Linked DNA regions of Mus musculus: regions 2, 3 and 4 are each linked to region 1. The links are chromatin contacts, called in public HiCAR-type and promoter capture Hi-C maps. All regions are on one chromosome and are shown on one strand. Each heading gives the region's core, a stretch centred on a gene start, on an enhancer-like site or on the middle of the called end of the contact. The rest is flanking DNA. Distances are from core to core; before and after follow the strand shown. Region 1 holds the start of Cnih4 (cornichon family AMPA receptor auxiliary protein 4). Region 2 holds the start of Cox20 (cytochrome c oxidase assembly protein 20). Region 3 holds the start of Disp1 (dispatched RND transporter family member 1). Region 4 holds the start of Dusp10 (dual specificity phosphatase 10).

Evidence for each region. Promoter capture Hi-C pulls out the DNA fragments that hold promoters and counts their contacts. HiCAR-type assays count read pairs that join an accessible place to other places.
Region 2: a HiCAR-type map of astrocytes shows a contact between it and region 1, with 4 times the contacts expected there. The contact joins the promoter of Cox20 here to the promoter of Cnih4 in region 1. A contact is called at or near these places in 3 of 39 promoter capture datasets (the C10 cell line, erythroid cells and pre-B cells) and 1 of 115 datasets of contacts at active chromatin or transcription factors (astrocytes).
Region 3: a contact with region 1 is called in a promoter capture Hi-C map of liver, with 9 times the contacts expected there. The contact joins the promoter of Disp1 here to the promoter of Cnih4 in region 1. A contact is called at or near these places in 3 of 39 promoter capture datasets (hippocampal neurons, liver and pre-B cells) and 1 of 9 other capture datasets (adipose tissue).
Region 4: a contact with region 1 is called in a promoter capture Hi-C map of embryonic stem cells, with 26 times the contacts expected there. The contact joins the promoter of Dusp10 here to the promoter of Cnih4 in region 1. A contact is called at or near these places in 2 of 39 promoter capture datasets (embryonic stem cells and pre-B cells).

What each region holds. Positions count from the first base shown.
Region 1 is chr1:181,149,550-181,152,378 of GRCm38.p6, reverse strand. It overlaps Cnih4 (cornichon family AMPA receptor auxiliary protein 4), which reads right to left and starts at 1,448. Exons shown (of 5, transcript NM_030131.3): 1 at 1,318-1,448. The coding sequence starts at 1,386.
Region 2 is chr1:178,317,271-178,320,527 of GRCm38.p6, reverse strand. It overlaps Cox20 (cytochrome c oxidase assembly protein 20), which reads right to left and starts at 1,375. Exons shown (of 4, transcript NM_025511.2): 1 at 1,320-1,375. The coding sequence starts at 1,358.
Region 3 is chr1:183,219,629-183,222,788 of GRCm38.p6, reverse strand. It overlaps Disp1 (dispatched RND transporter family member 1), which reads left to right and starts at 1,260. Exons shown (of 10, transcript NM_026866.3): 1 at 1,260-1,466.
Region 4 is chr1:184,032,915-184,036,052 of GRCm38.p6, reverse strand. It overlaps Dusp10 (dual specificity phosphatase 10), which reads right to left and starts at 1,672. Exons shown (of 4, transcript NM_022019.6): 1 at 1,484-1,672. It overlaps 1700056E22Rik (RIKEN cDNA 1700056E22 gene), which reads left to right and starts at 2,055. Exons shown (of 1, transcript NM_028516.1): 1 at 2,055-3,021. The coding sequence starts at 2,193. The coding sequence ends at 2,897.

The sequences.
Region 1 (2,829 bases), core at 199-2,698:
CCACTGTTCAACATTCCAGCTAACATGTACATATATACATGATCTGTTATACACCAAGACTGTTTTAATGATCAAATTTTCCAAACTACAAAAATAATAAAAAATTGTTGTTGCATTTCTGTCAAACAGCTCTGGTCCCTTATATCATAAGCTAAACAATGGTCATTGGAACTTAGGTAAGAGATCTTGCCCTTTTATTCAGTTCCTCAAAGCTAATAAAACACAGGGCTCTTTGCATGAGAAATCATCAAAGTAAGAACTGCTGCTAGATAATTTCAATTGGGCAGCCACTGGGTGTTTGACACAAATTCTCACTGTGTATATTTAGGAAATACATATCTACAATCCTAAAGAAAATCGAAGCAGGTAAGATACAGTACTGGGCAAGGTTCATAGTTCCAAAGTTTGTTTCTTCCTATTAAGACAAACTGTCAGTTCATCATAAAAGCGGGAAATATATTCTGTGCAGCCATTCCAGGGCTGCACAAACAAAAAGTTCAATTCGATCAGAAAAGAGGACGTGATTTCATAGGGAAAGGGGCAACAGCCACAGGTCCTGGAGCACTTTACTAGTCATATCTAATTACTTAAAAGTGGTCTGTGCATTACACTACTGCATTACAGCAGCGTGCTGTAACAAAGACTATCATCCCCCAAGGACTGAGAGTACTGAAGTCACATCACACAACTACTACAGTGCTAGGCTGAAGAACACCATGTACTGGTCTGGAAAATACTGTTTGAAACCTGTAACAGAAACAACTATAGAAAATACTGAATGTTAACACGGATTTTATATATATATATATAAAGTTTAGAAACTGGGGATTAAGCCACAGGTATAGTTACTGAGTTTACAGATAGTCCACTGCGGAAGGCAACCAGAAACACTTTGTGGATGCTTCTTTCAAAAACCCTAAAGAACTGCACGTGAAGGAAGCACACCGCCAGTTCTTGGAATGAGTCATCTCCTGGGTGTGGGGAGTCTCCAGAAGGGCAGACACCCACAAGGACAAAGGGGCAAGGGTGCTGCCGGGGACTAGAGAAGGCGGCAAAGCCTCAGGCCGGCCGGCTATGCCCCTGAACGGCTTCGCTCTCTCGGGGACCCCCGGCGGCCCAGGCAGGCGAAGAGGAGGCAGGGGGAGCTGGCTCAGGCCCGCCCGAGGCGCAGCGAGGCTCCTCCGCTCGCGACCCGGGCCCGCGCCGCCGCCCCCTCACCCCAACCTGCCAGCGCCCGCCGGGCCCACCCTCTGCCCATTGCCCCGGCGGTAGCCCTGGGAACGAGCGGCGGCCGCGGCCCGCTTCAACCAAGGATACGAAGTAGACGGAGAGGAAGATGAGCGCGCAACAGTCGAGGAGCGAGAAGAGGAACACCACCGCCTCCATCCTCCGCCGCCGCTCCGCCCGTCAAACCAGCTTCGGGCCGCGCCGCTGGGATAGGCGGCATGCCGGGAGTTGTGGTCCAAAAACGCCACCTCCGCGACGCGATGCATGATGGGAAATGAAGTTCACTAGTGCCCAGGGAGCATAGCAGGTGGACCTCACCCTCATTTAGTATCCACTGCATGAAGTTACTCACCCTGTATGAAATTTTCTGTCTCTCTTTTACTTTGTATCCATCCTTCCTTGCCTATCATATGAAATTTTCTGTCTCTCTTTCACTTTGTATCCATCCTTCCTTGCCTATCATTGTTGGTTTCTGTGGAATGCGCTTTGTATGCGAGTGGTATGATCTTGCTCTGTAAGCCCAGCCTGGCCTCTAACTTGGGTCTCTTTGCATTGGGATTATTGGCATAGGTCTCCACACATGGCTGCTTTAACGCCTGTTCTCTACCCTCCTGCATTCTATAACTTTTCATCTCAAATACAAAGCCACTGAGTTCTGCTCTTCAGTTCCTGACCTGTTTCCCCAGCACTTACCCAGTTGCTTGCCAATTCTTGATAACAGCAAGCTTTCTCACCTCTGAATTTGAAGAATTTTACAGAATCCAGTTATCAACCTTTTTTTAAAGAGGGAGGCAAATAATTTTTACTACACCCTTACTATAGACCAAGAGCTACTGTACACTTCAAGTGCAGAGATGAACAGAGCAAACAACTGCTCTGGTGGTTAAAAGGGCAATAAAGTAGCAACTAAATATTCAAAACAGAACTTGGGTGGGTTCTGTTGCCTTTGGAAGCCAATTCCAGCAGCCATTCACTCGCTCATCCATTTATTTAACTTTCATTTTAAATTTAAATTTAAAGCAGGTAGTGTATGTGAGGCACTGTTCTAGGTCTTAAGAGACACAATGAACAGAGAGGGGAGGCACCCACAAGCCTGCACCTTGCATAGTAAGTGTAGGGGAGATAGAATAAACCACAGAAATTAAAAGCAGTCCCAAGTACCCTGAAGGGCAGGAAGAAACCCCTGAAGAGCAGCAGAGACCAGGCTGAGGGTTTCACACAGGGTTGGACGATTTACAAGGAGCAGAGAGGCCCAAGACAGTAGGCACTTGCTGTGCTTAAAAAGAAAAAAGAAAAAAAAACAGGATGGGGTAGGGGGTGTGCTGGAGGGATGGCTCCCTGGATTCCATTCCCAGAATCTGGATGGCAGCTCACAACTGTCTGTAATTCCATCTCCACGGATCCAGCACCCTTTTTACCACCACACTGGGCCTGTCCTACATCCCTTAGATGGTCTTTTATCCTGAGAAAATGTAATAGCTCACACCACAATTAACCACAATTATTTTGTTTGTTTGTTTAAATTTTTTAATGTATGGGTGCTCTACCTGCATATATGTCTGCATGCCAGAAGAGGGCATCAGATACCAATATAGATGATTG
Region 2 (3,257 bases), core at 126-2,625, 2.8 Mb after region 1:
CCAGAGACTTGAACAGAGGTGGTAAATAAGCACCTTTACCTTCTGAGGATTGCGCTTGCTTCCACATCTTAAGTCCTAATACTACCATTTTTCTGTTGCCTTGCAAGACTATATTAACTAGATGCTCCTGATTTTACTTGAGTACCCACACGCTCATGGCCACTGTTTAGGCAAAGATACACTTAGATTCCATCTCACCGGGAATCTTGAGAAAACATTTACAGTAATTGGCTTGCTGTTCCACTGGCCTGGGGATTTGGCAGTAGCAACGTTCCAGTAGCAGTGTCCCCTCCTTTTACGGATTTAACATTTGTGACCTGTTATCAGCTGAATACCATTTATTCGACTCCCTGTTTGTGAGACTATTCATCTGCTTATTTGGTCTTAGTCGGTTTTGCAAACCGACCAAAGTATCAAAGTATTTTCAAGTAGTTTCTCTTGCTTCCAAAATCTTTTCTGAGACAGGTTTTAGGTTTACTTTGTAGCCCTGGCTATCCTGGAACTCACTGCCTCCTAAGTGCCTGGTTAAAAGGTGTGCCCATCCCAAGCCTTCATGGCTTTATTTTTCAGAGCAGAGTCTTTTTGTCAAACCCACTGTTCAATTTCAGCAAGTCTAGATGAGCTATGAAGCAAACACTACATTTGACCTTACTTGTGCTAGCAAGTTTTCATTTGATAGGTAGTGTTTTAGTTGTTTAACAAAAGACATCTTTAGACACTTGACCATGGCTTAATTAGTCTCCACTTGGGACACCTTCCTGTAGCCATTCTATCAGGCCTAGCAGTTCATGGCCAAACTGCAGTTTTATCCCGGCTGGCTTAAATGGATGAAATTCGACTGTCCCGTTACCCCAGTAGGATGTCGGCTTCATGCAGAGTGGAGATTTCGTCTTTTTTAATAAGAGGTCAAACTGCAGTTCTCACATTGAACTAACAAATCTATACCTTACCTGTGAGTGTGCGCTCCTGTGTTGTGCAAGGAAAAGGACTGATTCACTTGCTGGCCCAGAACTCACCCCTGCCTCAGCCCTCAAAGTGGAGATTACTGGCATGCACCATCACGCCCAGCTCTCCAGAGTTTTCATTTCCCCTTTATTAGCCCTTTCTACCAAATCCAATGCTAGTTTTGGATTAGTCTCCGTTTTCTGACCCTGCAGGCCTGCTCTTCACTAGTTTAACTGGCAATTTAGATATATCCGGGATATGAGGACTAGATCGCTGATATACCTCGCGGCTATGGGATGGGTCTAGGAAACCGGGTCGCGGCCTGCGCACTGCACACCTCCCCCCACCCCCCCTTGCCCCATGGCGAACATTACCTTTTTCTCCGTCTCGTGGGGCTCCGGGGCGGCCGCCATGGGCACCAGTCCTCTCCATCGCCCCGCCCAGGCCCGCGACGGGAGCAACACGGGCTCCGCCCACCCCATCCCCGCGCGGCGGCGGCCATCTTAGGGAGCGTTCCTGGGGCTGTCCGGAAGCCCGCCCTGGCACACTCCTTTGTTCCATGGAACCGGCCACACTGTTTTCCAACCCGCAACCGACCATGAGGAACGCGAGTGGTGGCAACCTAGAGAAGCGCCACCGGTTCCTGTCTCGCAGGCAGGGTGGCCCGAGTCAAGGAGCACCGAGAAACTCGCTTCCCTCAGCCCCTCCTCCGCCTTAACCGCCATTTCAACCGTTGTGCGCGTCCCCGTGCTGGGCGCTGAGGGCGGAGCCGGGGCCGCGCGTCGCGCGCCGCTTTGTCCTCTTAGAGGGCGGGAGTCCGGGTTTGACGGCCCCCGCACTGCCGGAAGTCGCCTGGCGCTGTTTCCGCGGGCCTCGTTCCCAGCTTGTCCTTTGTCCTAGCTTTGGTGACCTTGACAACCTCCCGCACCCCCGCCTCGGTCCCTCGCGGCGGCCTTCCAGCGCCCGCCAGGCCCACGCCCCTCCCCCTCCGGCCCGCAGATTTAGGTTAAAAATAGCGCGCCGCTCGCGTGGAGGAGACTCAGGACAAAATGGAGGCGGCCGCTACCTAGGGGGCATGCGTCAGGCGGCAAGTGCCTTCCTTCGGGAGGGAGGCCGTGGGTGACGCGACGGTGACATAGCGGGTAGAAACCCAGACCGTGGGTCGTTTGGGTCCAAGTGTCAGCCAGTTCAGCAGGCGATGGCGACTCCGTTTTCGGGTTAATGTCCTGGCCCCGGCCTTTTGCCTTTCTTTGTTTACCTATTTCCCGATTTGGCCTCTTCCGTTCCAAACGGCCCTTCCCCGGAAAATGTCCCGGCCTGTCATTGTGCAGAGTCATGCCGCCTTTCATGTAACGTGCTGCACGCTACTTGCCCGTCAGTGTTAGCTGGGAGGGTCTCATCTTAATTACCATGCGGACTGCTTACTGTCTTATTCTTCATGCTCATTAACTGCTTTTCGCCAATCCCAGGGGGTAAAAGTGATTTATATTTCTCTTTATGCGTAGTAAGTTGTTTTTTGTTTTTAAGGAAGCTGAACAGTTACAAAGTGTATAATGCTCTAATATTACTAGGACTAGAAAAGGAACTGTTATCTTGACAGTTTGGGATACTCTACTGAAATTCTTGGCTAGCCAGGCTTTGAATTTTTGTCTGGAAGGTAATATTTAAGGTTGTAATATTCCATAAAGGAGAGAGGAATTCTTTTGCATTCCTAATTGCGGTATAAAGGACGTAACGGGAAAAATACCGAGGAAATGGCGTTACCGTTTTACTTGTGACTGAGACGTTGCTAGAGTATACTGAGTTGGAGTCCATTTCACTTGTTTGAAAAATGTCATGGATTCGATAAAGTTTCTTAATTTAACGAAAATAGAATATTTTTCAGTTTTGTCTTTTAACAGTTAATAATGAAAAGTAACAAGCTCACCCTTCTCCTTCTCCCTGAAGGTGTGGATGAAAGAAAACGACTTTGAAGAGAATAGAGTTTATTCTGTAGTAAAATGTAAATGATCATGACCCAAGGACAGGATTCAAACTGCCCCCAAACCATATTCAACATAAAAGTGTTACAGTCTTATGAGTTTTATATGGTAACAAAAGAGATAAGACACTTCAGTTTATGGAATGTCTCTGGCTATTGGCCTTAGATTTCATCTGATGACATTCTCAGTCTTTGGGATTGGTGGAAGTTAGTGTTCTGTTTATACATTCCAGAAGGACAGTCACAAGGATAGATGCTAAGCTATACATAGAAGTGGGCAATGAATGGCTATTAAGGAGGCCAAGGATAGCCTAAGATAATTTAGCTCCAG
Region 3 (3,160 bases), core at 11-2,510, 2.1 Mb before region 1:
TTGTCTATTCTAATGGTGACTCCATTGACTCTGTTGTATGAAATTTGAAGCTAAAATATTTGGTATAAAGTTGTCTTAGTTAGGGTTCCATTGCTGTGAATAGACACTAGGACCAAGGCAAACATTTAATTGGGGCTGGCTTAGAGTTTCAGAGGTTCAGTCCATTATCGTCATGGCAGGAAACATGGCAGCAGCCAGGCAGACATGGTGCTGGTAAAGGAGCTGAGGGTTCTGCATTTTGCCTTTCTTCCATCCTGGGCAGAGCTTGAGCACTAGGAGTCCTCAAAGCCCACCCCTACAGTGACACATGTCCTCCAACAAGGCCACACCTTTTCTAACAATGACATATCTTCTAATAGTATCAATCCCTGTGGGCCATGCATTCAAACACGAATCTTTGGGGGGGCCAAATCTACAAACCACTACGAAAGTACAGCAACATCTGGTCTTGTCTATGTTTTTTTCTTGCCTTTGAGGTCTTGGACTTTAATTGACTGTACTTCTATGCAGTTGCCTGAACAAGACAGGCTCTTACTTTCTGGTATACTGCTATGCATGTCCTTGCCTACTTTAACTCTTATTTGTTCTTTAATTCAGTCTCAACTGAAATTGTTATTTATAGTCCGTCTTCTTGCTCAACTCTACACACCATACCATTCCCACAGCACTGCTGTGTTACAACAAATTGTGCTTCTTGTAGGGTTACAGCCTGTGCTCCAACACACCAGGTTCAGCCACCTATCCTCAGTAAGCCAATTAAAGGACCCAAATTAATAGTAAAAAGCAGAAAAAGAGAATTATTCAAAATTGCTACATTGTGAAGGATAAGGAGATACAAGAGTCCCCAGCCTTGACTTCAATGCCTCTTAGTTATCCTTAGAGTCCTGACATGAAAGTAGGTTTTAACAAAAAACAAGAGCTAAAGATAACTAGACAGTGTGTCAAGGTGTGGTTCTCCGTCTACCATTTTCTTGTTTCATGAGTGATGGAGAAAAGAAACAGTCTGAATGAATTAAATAAAACATAGTCCTTCGCGGTGTCTGATTAGCTACTGCTTTTGTTTAGCTCAACTTTCAACCAGAATGTGGGCTCAGAGGTCGGTCTCAGAGTCATCTAGTGGACACCTGGCCCAGCATTTGTAGACTGGCTAAGTGACAGCTAAGACGGAGACAGGAGATGCATGTGCCTCTGCACCCCAGCCCAGCTGCAGCGGCTTTGAGTAGCAGGAGGCCTGGGCCCATAGCCGGAGGCGGGACTTCCGGTCCCGCTGGCGACCGCGGCCCGCGCCAGGCGGAAGCGCGGCTCCGGGCCAGGATCCGCGAGCTCCGGCTGGAGCAGAGTTCGGAGCCTCAGTGTCCCGGACGCCCGTGGTCGGTGTGGATGCTTCTCGGCGCTGCGTCCCCGCGGTCCGGGGAGGCCGAGGAGGCACGCGGGAGTCGGCGCGGCGGGAGAGCAGGGATCTCGGGGTGAGGACGGCTGGCGGCGGAGGGTGGCTGCGAGGGGCTGAGGAGGCCGAGGTGACATCTTCCATGGGGGTGTGTCCGCGTCCCCAGGCTCGTAGGGAAGGTGGCCCGAGATGGCCTTGGGGGGCTTGCAGGGAGACGCTCCAGAGGCAGCTCTTTTCACCCTCGGGGTTAAAGATGAGAAGGACGTCTTGACCTAACTCATCTGCGAGATGAGCAGCCAAGGCTTGCATGCTCAGCATTGCTTTCTTTGCAATACATTGCTTTCTTTCTCTTAAGACTTCTCCCCTCTTCCAGTGGTCTTCGGAGGGGAATACCCAACATTCGTAGGGAAAACCTGAACTCTTACTCACTTAGCTCCCGTTCAGGCTTTGTCAGACTAATAGGACTTTAGGTCTTTGATTCAGACAAGCAAGCCCACTGAAGTTTTCATTTTAGACTCTTCTCTACCTTGCGGAGTTCAGGTTGTCCCACTTCCTTTGTCGTGGAGTGAGCTTGTAAGTATCTGGACAAAGCTTGCACCTTCATGTTTGCACTTTATGACTTACTGTTTGCTTCTCAATGGGGTGACACATTTTTAGATGTTAAATAGATTGGATTCTTGCCACACACTGAGCATAACTAGGCAAAGCCAGAGTACTGTCACTGATGGAGGCTGGTGTATACTGATTGCTTCAAGTGTTTCCCTTCCCAAGAGTTACAATCTTAATTTTATCCCCCGGTATTTGCCAGTACTGGTAACTTACATCTTACTTGGTGGTCTGACCTGAACTACTTGAAGAAACAAATACAAACATACAAACAAACCAGAAAGCACTGTGCATTTATCCATAACCCGGTATCTCACTGACTTACTTGAGATTTGTGCTGCAGTGAGACAAGTTATTATAAGAACGGTTTGTTGGGTGGCACAGCTGATGTAATGCAGGATGCACCTAACATAGTGCTTTAACATATTAATGAAGACATTGAAGGCAGTCTTCTGAAGTCATGGGGCTAACTGTTGGGTTGATTTCTTTTTGCATCTCTTCATTTCTTTTTTAAGTTGTTTGTTTTTATGTGTATGGGTGTTATTGCCTGCATGTATGTCTGGGCACCACATGTGGGCCTGTTGTTCTCAGAAACCAGAAGAGGGCATCACAGTGCCTGTCTCTAGAGTTGTGGGCTGCCTGCCATGTGGGTGCTAGGAAGCAAACTGAGGTCCTCTGGAAGAGCAGCCAGTGTTCATAACGGCTGAACCATCTCTCCAGGCCCTTTAATTTCGTTTTTTGAGGTAGACTTGTTGCTTATCTGATAAGGCTTGATTTTATCTAATCTTGATTTAAAACCTGTGAGCCCCCCCAGCCACTATTCCCTTCACTTTTATAAGAGAAAAAGCTCTTGAGAATACGTGAGCCTTTATAGTTCATGGGTGGTGGAAGTGTTCATCTGGAAAGGGAAGAATTGCTTGCCTTCTGAGGCAGGTTTCCAGCCGTAGAGCTGAGAGTCCTGTCCGAAGTCTGATTGCCTTGGATTTGGGAGATCAGTGGAATGCTTATTTGTTGCTGGAAATTATTGAATAATTGCTTAGCTTTCCCCTTTAGATAAATTCTTTGCATTCTGTATAATTTAGCTGTGTTTCATAGTCAGCTATGTTCGTGAGGACTTTTGGTTAGCTGCGGAGAGTTGCTAGTTGTTTGTGTGTATGGGCTCACACC
Region 4 (3,138 bases), core at 423-2,922, 2.9 Mb before region 1:
TACACTACGAATAACTATCCAGAAACCAAGTTTCCAAGGAGTCAGATCTAGGAACCCCACCCCAGGCTGACCCATGGCCCGTTCCTCTGTGACCCCACTCATCCTTACACTTCTCTATGCTGTGCCCCTAAGCAAAAAAGAGCATGTGTTTCATCTGGTCATACAGACAGACTTTGCATCTCCACTGGAGTGGCAACTTTGTAAAAAATGTTTCAACCCTATACTGATATTCTTCTTGGAAACAGTGTGGATTCCAAGAGGGCAACCTCACTCGTCCCTTTACCACAGTTAGGCTAATTGGGAAGCTCAGACCTAGAGCCCACGGGGGCTGCCTTTGCCTCCTCCAAGGGTGCCTGCAATGGATCACTTTCCTCCTCCCGGTAGGCACAAGGCCACCCTATAACATAGCAATTCTGACTCCTCTACTAGAGAAATCAAACCCCAAGCAAGAGCCACTCATCTAAACGAACTTTAAGAGCTGACTGGAAAAACATCAAGGATCATCGGTCTATTCATGACCGTAACTGTTCTCTGAGACCGAGCCAAAGTGTCACCAGCAAAATCCACACACGCGCACCCAGGAGCACGTCCCCACCCGTGTAGGCATATCCCCACTGACTCGGGTTTCTCTCACCCACCTTTGGTTGGGAGCAAAGGATCAAACCTTCTGCCTGCCTCCCTCCCTCCCTCCCCTCCCCTCCCCTCCCTCCCTCCTTCCCTCTCCCTTGCGTAGTATTTTTTTTTTCAGAGCGAGTACTATTCCAAAAACTGTTAACTGTGTCCCAGCTGGAACATGAATGCAGTCAAAGTCTTTGCTATTTTGCTACCTGGTAAGGGGACATCCAGGATTAGTAGCCTATTCCCTAGGAGGAGAACCCGGGAACGACTTTCCAGAGACACAGGCTGGGACCGGTACCTCTTCACTGTGCTGCTGCTCACACACGGGCACAGAGCGCACTGAGATCTGCATCCTTGCAGCAGATAGCTCCAAAGCCAGTCTGGCCCGGGAAACCTCCCACAAAAATAGCACGAACCCCCTACCCCCTTTCTCGCTAATCTTCCTTCCACCACTAACAGGGACTGAAGAAAAACCAAGTGCTTAAAGAATGCTCCTTCCCCACTCCTGGGGCACGTAGCATCCCTATTCCGTGCCACCACTGAGCATCATGAGCAAAGCCTTGGGCTTTGAAAACTGCCATAAAGCATCTTAACCAAACCAAAACTCATTTCCCCTCTTCATCCCAGGGCAAGCAGAGCCAAAAGACTAAACCTTAGGATCTTCCTTACCTGACGTAGGTCCGTCTCTGTCTCTCTGACACTGTCTCTGTCTCTCTCTCTCTCTGTCTCTCTGTCTCTGTCTCTCTCTCTCTCACTCACACACACACACACACACACACACACACACACACACACATACACACACACACACACACGGAACCCTCCACCCTCCGGCTCTGAGTGACCCGTGATGTCTTCCACTTACTTCATCAATAAGCGTAGCCCTCTACCATCTGGCGCCCGCTCCAGCTATGCGCTCGCGCAGTGCGCCCCCATTCACTCAGCTTCATTGATCCCCAGCAGCAACACAGAGTTACTTTCTCTTTTGCTACAGCGTAAATGTAAGCTTTGGAGGGGGCGGGGTTGCCTCCGAGCGACGGCGCGATACGCCAATGAAGACCCAGAGGCTGCCGCCCGCTACATCACAGTGGTCTCTGACCAATAAGAAGCCGAGGAGGGCGGAGAAAGGGGCGAGGCCTCGCCTTGGGAGGGAGGCCGGCTCGGACCCGCTAGTGGGTTTGGTGTGTTAGAACGCGCGGGTGGTGATGTCATTGGCAACCAATCAAAAACTTAAAAGTGCTAGCCCGGGCCCGCTTGGAGCAGCGGCTCTCTATTTACATGTAAACCTAGGCAGCAGGACGCGGTTAACCCTTCCTGGGACTGAAGTGTCAATGGCTTGCTCTGGTCGCTCCGGCTGAAACTGGTTCTTCTGACCCTCCCCCGCCCCCTGTTGAGGACATCAGCCTCGCGGGGTCTCCATTCCGCCTTTTGACTCCAGGTGGAGTGTCCATCCAACTTTCCCCAGGCCGGAGACGACTCGAAGCCGGGTCCCTCCATGGCTGTGGCTGCGCCGCGCGGGACGTGAGCGTGCACAGGGCCGGCCTCCCCGCAGCCCCGCTTGGCCCGGCCCGCAGATGTCGCTGCCCCTCCGGCTGCCCTACTGCTCTCCCGCGCGGCGGCTGCGCGCCGTGCTCTTGTTCCCCTACTTCCGTGACCCTGTCACTCCTCCGCCGTCCCCAACCTGTTCTCAGGAGCCCGACTCCGATCCCGAAGGCGGCACTCCGGAGAGCTACTCGGAGGAGGACGCCTGGCTCTGTGAGAGCAGCCACTGGGGGCCGGTGTTGAAGGGCAGCGTGGGCGCCGTCCCGCAGAGCTGGGCGTGGCCGGGCCCTCCGAACGCCCCACAAGCCCCGCAGCCCAGGCACCGACCTCCTCCCAACGCGGTCCCCGCTTCTCCCGCGGCCACCTCCCCCTGTGCGATGTTTTGGAGCCCGCAGTCCATCCGCCCCCCGGTGCTGGGCCGCCCCCGGCCCTCAGTGGCGCAGGGCCCTCGGCGAGCCAAGGAGCGCCAGCCTGGAACAGCAAGCGCCGGCGGGAAGGAGCCAGAGCTCGGGTTGAACAGCCAGAATGAGCGGCGCTTGAGGAGCATGGAAGGGCCCACGCCAGCTCTCCCGATTCCCCGAACTTTGTCCATCAGAGGGGTCACTACTGGTCGGGGTATGTCACCGGTGAAGAGAAGTGGGAAGCTGAGCAAGCCTGCTAGCGCCTTGCCAGAAAAATATCAGGGAAGGTACAGAAGAATGACCCTGGAATTCAAAGGAGTGGAAAAGCCCAGATGAACTGTGATGAAGTTGCGTTAAAGAATCCTAAAGCAATAGAGCTTTTTATACCTCCCTACCCCCTCAGAGAGGAAGACCAAAATGTGAAGTAATTGAAGTGGAATAAAACATTATCAGCTCCGTGGCAGGTTCAGATGTCCTTAATGATGGGAGGCGTTTGCTTTAGGCCCCAGACATTCACCATTGCTGTTGATCTAGGATCATAAGGTGTCCAACCATCATCACCTTCGCTGACTAGCTC